Regions from separate parts of the Oryctolagus cuniculus genome. Here region 2 is linked to region 1. Evidence: chromatin contacts called from public Micro-C data. All regions are on one chromosome and are shown on one strand. Each heading gives the region's core, a stretch centred on a gene start, on an enhancer-like site or on the middle of the called end of the contact. The rest is flanking DNA. Distances are from core to core; before and after follow the strand shown.

Region 1 (3,341 bases), core at 834-3,333:
CAATTTTAGAGTCTTAACCCTGGGAATCTGACATTTGGGCCCTGAAATGTCTACAGTTTGGTGCAGGGTGTCAGGGTGGCTTACAGGAATAGGATTGCTCATGACCTAGAACTTGCTTTGATCCCCCTTCAGTCAAGGCAGAAAGCAGGTTTGGTATCTCAGAGTCTGGGGAAGTGTGGCAGGAAGGAGAAGGGACCCCACGTCCACAGCTGGCACTAACACAGACAAGGCTGTCTGTGACCCTCCATGCCCCTCTCTTCCATCGTGCAATCTCCCTCCCCTGCACACCTTGCTGCCACTGCTGTCTGCCTCCCTGTCAGGACTGCACCATGTTCATTTCCATCTGGTATCACTTGCCCTCTGTCCAAGTTCCCCTCTGCTGAGGATCAGCCACAGCAAAGCAAAGTGTGCCCTGGAAATGTGCAATGTTCTCACATCCCCGCTCCCATGTCCCCCCCAGCCACTCCCATTCATTCCACCTCCAGCTATTTTAGCTATTTAACTATTTGTTAAATTTTAAAACAATGTATATTTATTTATTTGAATTTTTATTTATTGCCACTTTATTTGAAAGGCAGAGAAAGAGAAGCATAGAGCTTCCATCTGCTGGTTCACTCCTCACAGGCCAGACTGAAGCCAGGAGCCTAGAATTTGATCCCAGGCTGGGCATGTTTGGCAGGGAACCAACTTAAGCCATCTCCTGCTGGCTCCCAGGGTGTGCATTAGCAGGAAGCTGGAATCAGGAGCAAAGCTAGGACTTGAATCCAGACAGTGAACATGGGATGCAGTCCCACATGGTGCTGCACCAGACACTTAACCTCTGCCTTTTGTTAACATTTTAACCCCCCCTCCCCATCTTGCTTCAGGCCCCAAGTCTAGGAGCTGTTTCTGATTCCTGTGATTGATAAAGGGCTGTATTTTGTACTCTGGGCCACACTCAGAGGAAAGAGCCAAGTGGTCAGCCCCTCCACAGGTGGAGACAAATGTGGAGACACCCATGAGCTGGCACTTCAAGGGTGCACAAAAGACGTCAGTGTCCTGACTTTACTGCATGATCAAAACTCTGCTTTAAAATAAGTGGCGGCTGCAAAATCCCTAGAGACCTAATTTGAAACTACGCCCCCCTTGCCGTTTTATGGTCAGGAAGCACACCAGCCGTTACAGGGCGGTCTGTGATTCCCCTCCCTCCAAGATAGCTGGACCCCTAGGTGAGTATAGGATCCGCTGAGCCCTGCCCCCCACCCCCACTCCCACCCTGAGAGTGGACTTGGAGCGCACTTCCCTGTTTCTTTCCAGGAACCCTAAAGTCCTTAAGGGGACAGAACTTGGGGTAGTATCTAGAAAAAAAAATTACACAGATGCGGTTCTTGAGACAGAAAAACAAAGAAGGAATGACAGGGAAGAAATGATGGAAAGAAAAGGGCAGGGGAATCCGAAAGTGCCCGTCAGGAGGGAGGGAGGGAGGATTGCAGGACACCCCCAGCCCCTTCGGCCCCCCAAAATAAAGAAGAGGCAAGGTAGGGGGGAGGGGACAACACGGTCGGTGTGTGGGGAGAGAGGGCCCCAGACACGGGCAGGCTGGAAGAACAGGCGGAGTAAGCCAGCAGGCGGGCGGGGGAATCCCAGAACACCCTGTTTACAAAAAGGCCCTGGAAATTCCAAAAGTGACTTCAGAGATTCAGATCCGGACTCGGGAAAGGTCCCCACGCCAACAGGCTGCGGGTGCGTTTCGACCGAGTGCCGCCGATGTTCTATCTGGACCGCAGGAAATTCTCCCTGGCCTTGAACAGAAGCTTCGCGATCTCAGATCTCGGCGGTCCTGAATTATCTCGCACGTGGCTCCGCCCGGCGGCCCCCTCCGGAAGGCGCAGAGCTCCGCCCCGCCCGCCCGCCCGCGACTCCCTGGCTTTGTCCTCTCGCCGGGTCTCCGCATTGTTCTCCCCGCGCGGGCGGGAGCTGGGCGGGGGCGCCCCCGCCCGAGCCCCGCCCCTCCGCCCCGGATCCAGAGCCCCCGAGCCGGCCCAGGGCCACGCGGGGCTGGGGTCCTGCGGGCAGCCTCGGCCTGGGGCTCGGAGCTCGGGACTCGGGGCAGGGACGCCATGACGCACCCTGTCGGCTTTGGCACACTTCTCCTTCTATTCATAGACACTCGCGGCCGCAGCTCCGGCTCCCGCTGGCTCCGCGGCGCTCCGTCGTGAATCCAAGCTCGAATGGAGGCTGCCAGGGCACAGCGAGAGTGACGAGCGCTGTGCATCCGTGGCTAAGTCCCATAGTAACTGCAGGCTTCGTGATCCTTTGCTGGCACAAGGAGTCCCCCGGTTTTCTAAAGCTTTAAGACCTACACAACTTTATTTTACTTGCCTCCTTAACGTGCCAAATAAATTCGTCTCTTGTGAGTTCCTGAAATATTCGCCAAGAATTTGCTCCAGCTGGATTAGACTTAAACCCATTAAATTCAAGGAAAGGAGATCTCTAGCTAGCTTTCTGTATTCGCCCAAACCCAGCAATTCTAGCGGTAGAATTTATTTGGAAAAGGGAACATACAAAGGGAAAATACCGCAAGTTTCCAACAAAAGCAGAATTTGTCTTAGGGTGGTTGTTTTTTAATTGTGGCTTTTGGATAGCGACTTTTTGTCTTTAGATCTCCACCATCCATATAATTATAGGTGATTAAAAATAATTCTTACCTAGTTTCATTAACATGTACAGTAATTAAAACAGGGGATTTTTAAAAACTGTAATTCATTTCTCATAATTTGCTTGTTTGTGCTGCACTCAACACTACAGAGGAAGCCTGATGATTATCTTTCCTCTTGGTTTTCTATTCAGTTTCACTTTCTAAACTCCAGAAACTTTGGTGGACTGCCTTTTCAGTTTATTAAGACAAAGATTGGATGTACACGTGAAGATACGGGTTTGCTTTAAAAGCTTAGCTAACCACAGCTTGGTTGCCACACAGGTAATTCTGTGACCACAGACTTGAGCAGAGTAATATACAATGTGCCCGTCTTGCTAACACCTCCTCTGTGAAGTGGGGATGTCTATAATAACAGTGATATTAACATGGTTTTGCTGTGGCAAGCCCTGTGCCCTGCTCTGTATAAGTATTTAAGTCAAAGAACAACCACTAATAACAATGGTTATGATGCATTATGAAATACCTATTTGAAGGTGCATGGTTGACTCTTGATGTTTGTAGAATTTCTTTGGATTACTGCTATTTTAGAAGTTTACTAGAAGAGAGCACGAGAGACTGAGTTAGCTCTCATTCTCAACACTCTTTTTAGCCTAGCTCAAACTAATCTATAAGTCATCAGAGACATGCTTTCCCCAAAGCTAGA
Region 2 (2,970 bases), core at 102-2,601, 130 kb after region 1:
TCCAGGGATTTTAACCATGGTTTTTGAAACATCAATGCTACTTATACACATGCAACAAAACCTTTCTGGGTTGTGCTTGGCAAGCCTCCAAACTTCTTCAGCATTGTCCTTTAGATGCTTGAATTTGGGAGCAGTCTTGGATATGAATGTTTGTGCTCTGAGAGATGTGTAGCTGGAAACTGCAGTGGAGAAAGGCATTCCCACCGCCTGTTACTCTGCTGCGCCCCCTTGTGGATGTGCTGCGTCTGTCAGAATGTAAAGGAGTTCTGACTCGTGCTGGACGTGGCTTGTTTACCTGGAGCACGGATAGCTTTCTTCTGTGCAAAAATCTAGCAGTTAAAATGAGTACAATGGTTCTCACTGAATGTGCAAATAATTTATTGTGATTGTTTTTTAATTTCATAGAATTTCTAAGGTTTGTATTGACTTGTCGTAGTTTAAACGTTTTATTGTGGAAAATTCCAAACATGCTGAACAGTAAAAGGAAGAGTACAGTGCGTCACCTTGTACTGGTCGCCCAGCATCGACAGCCACAGACATTTTGCCTGTCGTATTCCATCAACATGTTCAGGGTTATTTTCCTTCCCGGAGTACAAAGCATCAGCTCATATTTGATGTATGTGTTTGTTAAGTTCCAATTCAGAACTGTCGGGTTCTACTAAACCTTAACTTTAATTAGGTGTGCAGTCGTTTAGCCAGAATCCTCAAATAAAAGAAGAGAATTGGTAGCATTTCCATTGTCCTTGGGAGAAGGTGACTGGTTTCTGTGGCTGCATAGACCTGAGATTAAGACCTAAAACTCCCTGCTGGCAGAGGTACCAATAAGACAGGAGATTAGAAACATTTTACACAACTTGATATTTAGTCTAAAGTGCCTGATTTTCTTTCCAAATGTTTGCTGACAAGACCGTAATTAATTCGTAAGGAATAGTGATGTGAAATATCCCCTCTCCTCTCTCTTGTTTACTAATGGCATTTAGTTATCAATATCTCTAAAATTTCTTTCATTTTTCCAGAGAAAAGAATCATATTTGATAAACCACCAGTGTTGGGAATTGTCTTCAGTTTTATAGAAGCATGTAAAAATTCTGCGAGAGAAAGCTAGAATTTCTTAAAATGGGAACTGTAGAAAACAGCCGCGTACAGTCAGAGCCGTTGTTTCTGAAGTGGACTTGGAGGTTGACATGGCGGGGTTTCAGTTTCCCTGCAGGCTGCCAGGAGGAGGCCAGGAGGGTCGTCCTGTGGGTCTCCGTGCAGCTGCAGGGGCTGAGCTCCAGGCGCGGCTGCGGTGCCCCGCGGGCCTGGCCTGGTCGGCGGGGGAGGCTTGGGCCCTCGGCACCCGGCTGCAAACAGTGGTGTCGGGTTACAGGTTCAGAGTCTCCCAGAGCACGGGTAACTGGCTGTTCTAGTGACTGGCTTTATAATTACATTGCCGATTTGTTAGGGGAGGCTTTGTCTTACTTACCAATTAGCATGGGTGTTACTGTGGGCACCTCCAAAACCCTGGATGAGCTTTGCGTTTAAAAAAAACGCTTTCTGACCCCAGGCAGCTTAGGGGTTAGCAGCACTTGCTGTCTAGCTGTCTTGGCCGAGCCCTTACCCTGTGTGTCTGGAAGCTGGGGCTGCTTTGCCACTGTTGCTGGCACTCCCTGGGCCATGGGCAGTCATAGCCCTGCACCCTCTTGCAGGAGGGACAGCGGAGACCCTCTTGCTTGTAGTAGCTTCCTGTTCCGACCCCGCCAGCATCACCTTCCCCAGGGTGGCTTTTGTGTGCTCCCTGGTGTGGGGGTGGGGAGGTTGTCGGGTGCTGAGCACGTGGGTGGGGTCACAGTGCTCCGTCGTGAAAGTTGTCTGAGCCAGCATCTCCCACCCCACCCCCATGGAAGTAGGCTGGGGCTTTTCCTTCCTGCCCGGGAGCGAGCTGCCCAGCTGCCGGGTTTCTGAAGAGCCCTTCCCCAGAGGCGGGCCTCCCGGCTGGTGGGAAACACCCTTTTGTTGAGAGCCGCCTCTCCCTTCCAACCACCCGGCGGAAGGCCAGTATGTGGAAGGAGGGGAAGGAGAATATTCTCTTTCCCAAGTTGTCTCAAAGCAGTTTGTGGCCCAGCTCTGAGCCCGCTTCTCTGGGGCCGGGAGCCTGCCTGTCACGCACACAGTTCACTGTGCCATGGGCGCTGCTTTCTTCCACCCCCTTCCTCAAAAGAAACAGAAAGAACACGGTTCCACCCACAGCCTTGGGTACTGGCGGCACTGGGTGTCAGAGGAAACGGCCCCCGCTGGCCTCTCCTCAGCCTTTGCTGCCTTTCTTTTCCAAAGAGGGGCTGCATGTGTGCGCGCGTGTGTGTGCACGTATCTCTGAATGGTTGATGTCAGTGCAGAGACCCGAGCGTATGGTTTCAGTGTTGGCATGGGCGCTGCTGGCCGCTTCCACCAGCAGAGTGGTGAGACCAGGGAGACAGCCTCTGAAAACTGCCCTTGGAGTGAGGAGCCCTTCCCCAGACAGCTGTGCCCGCTCAGGTCTTTAAAAACTTGTTTTTGTCTGAAGCCTGCAAGCCAGGGGCGGCCTCTACTGTGCTCCCCGGGCCCCACAGGCCCACCTGTAGCCACCTTCACATAGCTGACTTTTAAAGCAGCAAGTTGCTTAATTGTGAAGTCTGCCGTAGGTCTGAAAAAGGACACCGCTGAATTTCTAGTCCTGTTACTACTGCGAAAGGAAGTTGGATCAGGCTCTTGACAGTGTATGGAGGGCATGAACCAGCAGGGCCTTGAGGTGTGTGGACGTGAAGGCTTCCAGGAGTGCCTCCCTCTGAGCCACCTGCGTACTAACAGCACACCCTTGTGAGAGCGTGCCAGTGGCTCCACCGCTGCCTGGTCACTTTCAGTCACACATCTTTCAGACACACCTTCCCTATCACTTCCTCTCTTCAGAAATTGGAACCAAGCTACCAATTTTGAGCCCCTCTCCTCTCAGAG

What was found. A called contact is a pair of places that touch in the nucleus more often than the background predicts.
Region 2: a Micro-C map of ear pinna shows a contact between it and region 1, with 3 times the contacts expected there. The contact joins two enhancer-like sites. A contact is called at or near these places in 3 of 6 Hi-C or Micro-C datasets (ear pinna, psoas muscle and an unstated tissue).

What each region holds. Positions count from the first base shown.
Region 1 is chr2:137,984,393-137,987,733 of mOryCun1.1, forward strand. All of the region lies in intron 4 of LOC103347664 (a long non-coding RNA gene), which reads left to right. Among named protein-coding and RNA genes, the nearest start is that of SERTAD2, 20 kb to the right of the region's middle. Within about 2 kb of position 2,084, at least 5 of the 8 cell types and tissues checked have an H3K27ac peak or open chromatin away from gene starts, as enhancers often do. A contact at or near this core is called in ear pinna, where this site is marked.
Region 2 is chr2:138,111,015-138,113,984 of mOryCun1.1, forward strand. The region is part of intron 1 of SERTAD2 (SERTA domain containing 2); the gene reads left to right. Among named protein-coding and RNA genes, the nearest start is that of SERTAD2, 110 kb to the left of the region's middle. Within about 2 kb of position 1,352, at least 4 of the 8 cell types and tissues checked have an H3K27ac peak or open chromatin away from gene starts, as enhancers often do. A contact at or near this core is called in ear pinna, where this site is marked.